Regions from separate parts of the Zea mays genome. Here all the other regions are linked to region 3. Evidence: chromatin contacts called from public Hi-C data. All regions are on one chromosome and are shown on one strand. Each heading gives the region's core, a stretch centred on a gene start, on an enhancer-like site or on the middle of the called end of the contact. The rest is flanking DNA. Distances are from core to core; before and after follow the strand shown.

Evidence for each region. Hi-C and Micro-C count contacts between places; a contact is called where the count stands out from the background.
Region 1: a contact with region 3 is called in a Hi-C map of ear, with 3 times the contacts expected there. The contact joins the promoter of LOC100382918 here to the promoter of LOC100192538 in region 3. A contact is called at or near these places in 6 of 25 Hi-C or Micro-C datasets (bundle sheath, ear, leaf and 1 more) and 1 of 3 datasets of contacts at active chromatin or transcription factors (leaf).
Region 2: a Hi-C map of bundle sheath shows a contact between it and region 3, with 2.6 times the contacts expected there. The contact joins the promoter of LOC100502219 here to the promoter of LOC100192538 in region 3. A contact is called at or near these places in 5 of 25 Hi-C or Micro-C datasets (bundle sheath, leaf, leaf mesophyll and 1 more).

Annotation. Positions count from the first base shown.
Region 1 is chr2:65,943,516-65,946,750 of Zm-B73-REFERENCE-NAM-5.0, forward strand. It overlaps LOC100382918, which reads right to left and starts at 1,287. Exons shown (of 2, transcript NM_001175606.1): 1 at 711-1,287. The coding sequence starts at 1,130.
Region 2 is chr2:66,023,975-66,027,356 of Zm-B73-REFERENCE-NAM-5.0, forward strand. It overlaps LOC100502219, which reads left to right and starts at 1,656. Exons shown (of 10, transcript NM_001363235.1): 1 at 1,656-1,910; 2 at 2,431-3,036. The coding sequence starts at 2,475.
Region 3 is chr2:65,070,941-65,074,024 of Zm-B73-REFERENCE-NAM-5.0, forward strand. It overlaps LOC100192538 (cytochrome b-c1 complex subunit Rieske, mitochondrial), which reads right to left and starts at 1,722. Exons shown (of 2, transcript NM_001137757.1): 1 at 1,473-1,722. The coding sequence starts at 1,647. It overlaps LOC113687172 (glycine--tRNA ligase, mitochondrial), which reads right to left. Exons shown (of 9, transcript NM_001367480.1): 7 at 3,039-3,084; 8 at 2,553-2,958; 9 at 2,022-2,428. The coding sequence ends at 2,181.

The DNA of each region.
Region 1 (3,235 bases), core at 37-2,536, 870 kb after region 3:
TACAATTATCATTAACTACTACAAAAACAAAAACTCATCAATAATCAAAAGGAAACGGGACATGCTCCCACTCATTAAAAAACTGCCATAGAGGGCCTAGTGAACCATTAAATCTAATACATTTGTCCATACTCTTATAGGGTGTTTGGTTTGAGTAATGAGTTGGTCCATTATTTTGTCGCTCCTCATTTTTTTTGTTTGGTTTGTGTAATAGAATAAGTTGATGCATCACCGTCTCATTCCTCATAGTTAGTTAGTACTAATATGAGGAATAACGTCGTCCCACCAGATTTAAGAAATAGACCTTTGATGCATCCCAGATGACAAAAATGCGACAACGTGAAACTATGGCACAAACCAATAATAAGATGGTTAACAAAATGTTCTGGTCATCTCCGCCTATTCTTTATCCAAATCATGCAGAAGCCTAGTTAGGAAGCAACAAATCCTAGGTGAAAATGTTTATTTAAGAAGACATAGACTGAAGATCAATAGTTGATTTAATCCTGATCTTACTTCACAGCTTAATTCCAACGAACTGCCAAGCATCAACTATGATATCATGATTAAATTCCAACGAACTGCCAAGCATCAATTATGATATCATGATTAAATTCCAACGAACTGTCAAGCATCAATTATGATATCGTAAGAGCAGCTGATGAAGTGGTCAAACCAAACAATCAATAACCGAAGACAACTTCACTCACCTCCCGATCCAGAGTGGGGTCGAGGCCGATGTTAACTCTAACCCCCTCCTCCTCGTCCTGTTCTGCCGCATTCCTCTCCCTCTCGCTGTCCTCCTCCTCGTCTTCATCTAGGTCGTCGAGGTTCCCCTCGAACTCCTCCTGCCTGGACCTGCGCCTCCGGCCACGAAGGCACCCGTTGGCGTCGTAGAACGCGGAGACGCAGGGCGTGTCCCCGCGGCCGGCCTCCCCCGCTGCCTCCTCCTCCGCGTCGCGGGCCTCCGACGGCTTCGACCAACGGTGGCGCTCGACGTCGCCCGCGGCCACGGACCAGGAGGCCGTCGGGAAGGAGGAGTCCGGGACGGCGTCGAAGAGGCGGGACCCGAACAGGCGCTTCACCCGCGCCTCGAACGTCTCTTGGACGCCGCTGCCCTCGGCCGCCATCGACGGTGCGGGCCTTCCGGAGACTCTTCCAGAGCTCGGCCTGGCTCGTCTCCCGATGTGGGTGCGTGGGTTGGGTTCGAGTCCGGAGGGTTTGGGAAACGGTGCGGGCGAACCGACAAGGAGAGGGCGATAGGAGAAGACGGCGGCTGCGATGGTGATTTCACGGATTGGGGAGTGAGCCGTGAATGATCGGGTTTACTTGGAGTCGGTGCTGGAAGAATGGGCTGGGCTGTCTGACCCGCGCACGCAGTCCGGCCCGTTCGCAGCTAGAAGAGAAAAAAAGATTTCTTGCTTCTTTTTGCTACATGCATCACTAATCTCTCTCTCCATCCTATATAAGTCACCAGTTTTGATGTTCTTCCCGTTTCACTAGAGCTGAAAGAAATACTCGTGGTTTGTTGACTCGCTTGACTCGAGACTCGAGATCGGCTTAGCTTAGCTCGGATCGTTTGAACTTTTTCACGAGCTGAGCTAACATCTGAGCTTGTTTTCTTAATGAGCCAGCTCAAACATACCATGGCCCATCACGTGACTCACGTCCTGACGTCCACTAACTAACAGGCAATGAGGCAAGGAAAGTGGCCAAGTGCCCATGTAGGCAGCCAACAGGCCCAAGCCCAACACTGAAGTCCGCAACATACAACAGGAAGTCAGGACTCAGGAAAGCAAGTTAGCAAACGTGAAGCGTCCGTCCGTTGACCGTTGGGTTGTCACACCCGGATTTAAGGAACAAAGTCGAGTGCATCTCATACATACGTCAAAGAAGACAACATATATAATAACAGAGTGTATAAAGATAAATGTCACAATAATCAGAGTATTTATTACATAGCGGAAGGCTTACAAGATAAAATATACATATAAAAGGATCTAAAATCCATCCTTGGCGTCAGAAAGTCAACTGGGAGACGCCACCTAGATCGAATCGAACTCCTCGATGTGTGGCTCCTCGCGAACCACCTGTTCTTCTCCTGTGGGGGTGTGAGACAGCAAGGGTGAGCTCACACATGATCATAGCTCAACAAGTTATGGGGAAACCAGTGATCATGAACTCACCAAAGGTGGGAGTTCATGTGATGTGTAAGGCTGATCAACAATAGGGGTTAAAGCTGAGCATTGCTTTTAATAATTTGGTCAAATTTTATTAGCAGTTACTAAATGTAAGTAAATACCAAACCATAATAAATAATAATAGAACAAAATTAATAATAAACCCATGCAAATGCAAATGAAAAATTGAATTTAAGTTCCATAATTTAATCATGCGAGAGTCCTGCTCATGACCATGAGCTTGACTAGTATACCAGTTTTACACTCTGCAGAGGTTGTACCCTGTACCCACAAGTCGTGTATCCCATGTCGCCAGGGTTTGCAAGGCCCTTAGACACTACCGAGGTAGGTGAATGTCTAGGGATCCACTACGAGGCCTTTACAAAATTCCACTAGCTTCCGAAAACCTGCTACAGTTTATGGGAAGAGCACTTGCAAGAATCCCCCATCTGACCGCCATCACAGCAAAATCAACCCGAGAACCTCCTTGCATGCAACTCCCCTACTACCCTTGCCCCTTTCAAGTAAGGTAGTTTTCTACTAGCTTTCCTAATTAGTCAGCCAAGGGCGTCCCATTCCACCCTTGTGGTGGCACGTGTTTCTCAAGTTAAGCTCCATGTTCTAATTAAAAATATAATGATCTTGACATGAACATAAATAACATAACATAATAATTGGAACATGGATATAATGAAATATTAATCCCAAAACCAAATAATGCAATAGCATAACTACCCAAGTGAATCATGAATCAGGGGTAAACAAGGTAAACAGGATAAACAGACTAGGGTGACCTATTGGGACCCATCAAAATTAAACCTATGTATTGAATAATGATAATAAAGAATATTATTGGGTAACAAAAGTGGATCAAGGCACAACTTGCCTGGCACTTGAGATTCCAGGTACCACTTGCTCTTTAAGTGACTCGTAACCTCGCTGCATGTTAACCAACGTTGGTTAATTTGTAACCGTAGTCCCTTTGCTATGTGATAATGAGAGTGCAATCAAGATAGCGGATAATCCCGTCGAACATAGCCGCACTAAACACATAG
Region 2 (3,382 bases), core at 406-2,905, 950 kb after region 3:
CGGGAGCTTGTGTGGGAAAGGGCGCATGAGGTACGGCGGCAGCAAGGCCGTGGCGTCCGCGGTGGAGCGCAGGGAGGACGGCGGGGAGAAGATGTGGTCGAAGCGGGTGCGGAGCGACGCGGCGGGCCCCCCGACCCTGACGCCAGCGCCGAAGGGCGGGGACGGGATGCCCGTGAACTCCTGCACCATGGCGCGGAAGTTGGAGGTGTCGGTAGTGAGCACCGTCGTGGGCGCCCGCCGCGACGCGCGCGTCCGCTTCCGTGACCCCCTCGGTGGCTGCGCGAGCGCGCCCTGCCCCGGCGCCGCCGCCGCCACCGTCGCGTCACCAGCCTTGTGGCGCCCGCCCGAGCCCGAGTCGGGTTGCGCGACGAGCGGGGACGAGGAGGAGGATAGCCACGGTCGCAAACCCCGATCCCGGCAAGAGTCAGCACGGACCTGACCATCGGAGGCGCGCCGGCGGCGGCGCGCGACGACGACGACTTCCCGTGCGCTCCTCCATCCACGGGTGCCAACAGGCAGAAGCCCGACGCCGAGCCGGCGGGGCTAGTGCTCTTCGGACGCACGATACTAACCGAGCAGCAGATGAACCGCAGCGGCGCAACCTCCCCAGCGGCGACCGGCAACAGCTCCACGTGCTGGAACGCCGAGAAGGGGCCCAACGCCTCGGAGGGCTCGGGGGGATCCGGCGTCATCCAGACCAGCCCGACCAAGGCCGCGTCGTCGGAGCGGCCGCCGTGGCTCGGGGGCGACGGCAGCCAGCAGCAGCAGGACTCCGCCGAGCTCGAGCTCGGCGGGCTGGAGCCCGGGCAGTGCAAGGTGTTCGTGGAGTCGGACACGGTGGGCCGCAACCTCGATCTCGCGGCGATGAACCCGTTGCCGTCGCGGTCGAAGATGTCGAAGAGCTTGCGGAGCTGGTCCTCGGAGTAAGGGGACCGGTCTTGGAGGAGGTCGGGGGCCACGAGCGCCACAAACTCGGAGAACTCGATGAGGCCGTTGGAGTTGGTGTCGGCACGGGTGATGAGCGCGTCGAGCTGGTCGGCGCTGGGCGTCAGGCCCAGGGACCGGAGCAAGGAGCCCAGCTCCGGCTGCGTCAGGCTGCCGTCGGCGTTGCGGTCGAAGGACCGGAAGATCTCCTGCAGCTCCGCCAGCTGGTCGTCGTCCAGCCGCGACTGATGCTGCTGCGATGCCTGGGTGATTGTCTCGGTCACGGAGCTGCCGCCCCGTCTGATGCTTGCCATGTCCGGCGACGGGGCAGCCAGACGCAGAGGAGACGCAAGAGCTGTCCGCGGAGCGGCGCAAGAGTTGTCCGCGGCGCAAAAGCTGTCCGCGACGGAGAGAAGAATACGACGCAGACGGCGTGTGAGCACGGCGACGGTAATGGCGAAAGGAGACTAATCTCTGTTTGCTCAGCTCCTATTGACTGTCTCGTATCTATTTTGGAGTTTGCCTGTTGCCTGCGTCTCCAAAACAGAGAAGCCATCGGCAACACCTCCAATTTGTCGAAACCGCTTGTCTGTTGTTTCATAACGGCAATTGTCTCGCACAAACTAGGGCCGTCGTTGGGCTAAGTGGGCTGTTACACGCGGGCAAAGACAAGAAAGAGAAAAAGCCCATGTTGGGAGGGGGTAACGTGCGACCCACTCCACCGATGCAGCGCAATAGCGCAAGCTCTCGCCGCCTTCCTCCTCTCCTTATCCTCCTGACCTCCTCTGACCTCTGCCCCCCCCTCCATTCCCATTTCCCACGCGGCAGGCAGCTAGCCCTACCTCTGGTCTCCTCTGCCACCTCCTCCCCTGCCACCTCCTCCCCTGCCTAGGGTGCGCCTTCCTCGCCGGACGCCGGCGCAGGGTCGGGACGCTTCCGCTGCCGCGCGTTCCACGACCCCTCTCTGGGAGACGAAACTCGGCGCCGTAATCTCCCCGTTCCCATTTCCCCGTCCGAATTTGTGAAGGGTGTCTGTCGGCGCGTCGTGGTTGGGAGTGAGGGCTTGTTGGATGTAATTGGTCCCACCGTCTCATTCCCTGGCTGACCCGCGCGGCGAAAACGCGGGTGCTTTCCTAGTGGGTAGCGCGGATGGCTGCTGTGGCGTCGCTTAGGCTAGATGTTGCCCACTGGAGGATGGTCCACTGATACGATTTAGAGCGCGTCTTGTGGCCTCAACCAGCAACCATATCTCTCGTCTCTGTTTCGTTGAACGGCGGTTATTTTTTTTTGGTGTGTGTGTGTGTGGTGGGGGGGTCGATGTGTGATTCTGTTTAGAGGAAATATGATCTGTTCGAGACATGTAAGCGTGTACGCCTGTGTCGGCACACAGAGGCTGTAGAGTCGTTTAGACGAAATATGATCTGTTCGAGACATGTAGTCGTTTCAGTATGGGGTTGTCATTTTTGTGATATTTACAGTTTTACTTTTCCTTTTGCAAATTTGCAGGGCTTGGTAGATACAGACCTGGGATTGCCTTTTCCTAGTTCAGCATGGAGGGCACTCTAGTTCAGTCTGCGGTTGTTCCAACCGTTTACAGAAGCAGCTCAGGTCGGTTCCGTGTGCGTGCAAGGGCCAGAACCAATGCTACAATGGTGCGAAATATGCCAACAAGGACTCTTACTCTTGGTGGTTTCCAAGGATTGCGTCAGACAAACTTTTTAGACACGAGGTCCGTGATCAAGCGTGACTTTGGATCGATCGTGGCAAGTCAGATTGCAAGACCGCGTGGATCAGCCTCAAGAGGGGTGGTTCGTGCCATGTTTGAGCGCTTCACTGAGAAAGCAATCAAGGTGATTATGCTTGCACAGGAGGAGGCAAGGCGCCTGGGACATAACTTTGTTGGGACAGAGCAGATTTTGCTGGGGCTTATTGGTGAGGGCACGGGTATTGCGGCGAAGGTTCTGAAGTCTATGGGAATCAATCTTAAGGATGCCCGAGTTGAAGTCGAGAAGATAATTGGACGTGGCAGTGGGTTTGTGGCTGTTGAAATCCCATTCACACCTCGTGCAAAACGTGTATTGGAATTGTCCCTTGAAGAAGCTCGTCAACTTGGTATTATCTTCACCTATCTGCACAGTTAGTTCATTCTGTGTTATTAGGTTTGTTTGGTTAATGTCTTCACCTATAGTTTTATCTGAATACTTTCTGTGGGCTTTGTTAGCACACCTTAATTTTAACAAATCAGTATAAATTCTAGTATTTTTAATTCCTGGTTGGCGTTGTGTTCTTCTTCACCATTTTTTACTGGACATGCAAAATGCCAGTGTATGTTTGTTTAGTGATTGCTCATTAAGGAATATGAATGAAAAGGGGTGTCTGCTTTATGTGATTTGAGTAGAAAGAAAACACTACCATAATAGCTTATTGTAATACACACCATGATGTCCTTGTATATAGC
Region 3 (3,084 bases), core at 472-2,971:
ATACACCATTTTACAGTTAGGACTTTTTTCTCAGTGCCATCATCTCAAATGTTGAAAATGGAAAGAACACACTTTTCTGGACTGATAATATGGCTGCACTCTATCAGTGTTTATCATCCCTTGTCCCTCACTTGTTTGGACTGGTTTCTAAAAGGCAAGCGAAACAATGAGCAGTCTATGATGCCTTGACTGAACAGAGCTGGATTTCAAATATTCAAGGCACACTCACAATAGTCAATGCTGAATTCCTTGATTTCTGGGGCCTTCTCTCAGAGGTGAAACTACAGCCCGAGGTTGAAGATTCTCACACATGGCATTTCTCTACCAAAGAAAAATACTCCGCAAAATCAGAATATGAGAGTTTATTTGTTGGGGATGTCCTCTTTAGACCTTGGAAGAGAATTAGGAAACGTTGGGAATCCAGCAAGTGCAAGTTCATGTGGTTGGTCGCTCATAATAGATGTTAGACTGAAGATCAACTTGCTAAGCGGGGTTACCGCATCATGAATGTTGCTTGCTATGTGATAAGGAGGAAGAAACTATTGACCAGTTTCTTGTCTCATGTGTTTTCGGCTTTTCGCTTGGCATGTGCAGTACTCCTCCTGCAGCAAGTGGGGCTAGAATCCTTAACCCCTCAGCAGGATGATGTTTCCTTTGATGATTAGTGGGTAAAAATCAAATTATAGAATGAGTGGTCCAGTTCAAAAAGGGCAAAATCCCATCATCATTTTAGGAGCTCGGGCAATTTGGAATCACCACCATCGCTGCGTTTTAATGGGATTTTGCCAAGCTTGAATGAGGTTATGTTGCTCATCAAGGATGAGCTACTCCTTTGGTGGGCTTGAGGGGCCTCTCATCTCCTCGCCCTTGCGCCAAATAATGGTTGGTTGTGATCATTTTTTTTAGTTTTAACTTGTAGTCAAGCATGTAGTTTTTCACTGGTGTGTTTAGGTGTTTGGTATATGGGTCAAAACATTTTTCTTCTTAATATAATGATACGCAGTTGTCCTGTGTTTTTCACGAGATCACATAGGGCAAGTGGCAGTGCTAATCAGAAAGGGCAGGAGGCATTCGTCTATGTTAAAGCACAGCTCAATGGCTGCAAATCAAGAAATGAATGTCAAACAGCATAACAAAATGCTAAAAAACAAGCGAACAAATTCTCCTGGGTCCTGAAGGAACGCAAATCGTCCAAACACGTTGGGGCGCTTACTTAACGAAGTGCTAACAAGACCGATCCACGTAAGAGTTACAGCTACGGCACATCAAGCTACATGAGAACCAAGCATGGATCACTAAACAGAAAGGACTCGATGCAGAGCTACGCCATCATCGAGAACCAAGCAATCATCCACAACTTCGCGAAATTAGCAATCCTCGTATCGTAGATCAAGCCAGATGGATCCCGATCCCAGTCCTAGCCAAATCTACAAGCAGACACGGAAATCATGCGGAAGGACGCGCGCTCTTACCCCTGGCAGTGACAAAGAAGGGGGAGTCGATGGAGAACCGCGTCTGGCTCCGGCCGCGAGCCGAGCCGTCGTCCCGGTCGGGGGCGCCAGCACCGGCAAGGGGGCCCCTGGCCGCCGCCACGGCGGGGCGCCAGGAGACGGAAGACGAGAGCCTTCTTCCCGCAACCCGCAGCATCGTGTCGCCCTCTTCCTCCGGTGATGGCGCTCGCCTCCAATCTAATCTCGGCTAGGGTTCGCGCCGGGAAGCACGGAGGAAGACAGACAGAGAAGAGAGACTGGTGAAAACGAGGGACGGAGAAAAATATTGGGGGCGGTGGGCTACGCTGCCCCAATTTCTGCAGCCCAAGAAACACACACACTGATTTGCACGTGGTGAGCTTGGCTAGCCTGCTTCCAAATGGGCCTCCACTTAATAACTGTAATTCTGCTGGTGCTCTCCCGTGAACCCGGACCGTGGGAAAGGTGGTTTTTCTAGTTCCTTCATATCACGACGAGGCAAACATCACAGGTCCATTCAAGGGTGAAACAGGATGAAATGTTGTAGCAGAATTTATAACACAGAGGCTACTATTTGTTTGTGGAAATTTAAATGTGCAGGAATCTGGCTACTGTAGGCTTACACAACAATGCAGTCTGTTTCTGTTAAGGAACGCAGGAAGGAACTATCAGAGACCAACGATCGTTGGGTGGTGTTGTGGCTGTGCCTCTTCAGGGCTGTGCCCCATCCTCGTCGGCGGCCGAGGCCGTGTGAGCCGGGTACCTCCACATGATGTCAGCCCAGGTGCTCTGCCCGTCCGTCACTTCCTTCACCACCGAGGCCACCTCGTCCACATCCACGCGGATCTGGTCCTTGCTGTCACGATCGCGCACCGTCACGCTCGTGGTGTGATCAACCGTGATCGCCAGGGGGACACCAATCTCATCCGTCCTTGCGTACCGTTTTCCTATTGTATTACCTGCAACAGAGGCAGTCACGGATCAGAATTCAGAACGACTGAAACTGTAGACCTCCATTGCAACAGAACTTAGATAAACAGTGCCACAGAAAACAAGCGCAACTCTACTGATTTGGCCATGTACCTGTCATGTCGATGATATGTGAAATCCCAGCTGCTGTCAGGGCCTTGGAGATCTTCTTGGCAACAGCCTCAAATTTCTCGAGCTTGACCAATGGAAAGACGGTGCACTTTATTGGAGCAACGAGAGGGGGAAACCTGAACACGTTTAGCTGCTCATCCTCGGTCTTGCCAGGCCTTTGGTAGAAGCAGTGCTCAAAAAGGCAGTATATGATGCGCCCGATCCCAAAGGATGGCTCTATGACGGAAGGAGTAAATTTCCTCTGGTGCTCCTTTTTCTTCTCGATGTTGATTGAAACCATGTTTTTCTTTATGGTGACATTCTTCCCAAGGGTACACACCTTGAACTCGACTTCCCCTCTGGATTCCAACGCGGCTTTCATGTCCAGTGCCTCGGTCTCGGTCATGGCCTGTACAAAGATAATAAAGTAAATGATGATCAGCCTAACAGCAACATAATATAACAAGCCAATGTGGTTATGAAACTTACTTCCAATGACTCAACAACCAACTTCTGGTTCCCTTTGAATGCAAGA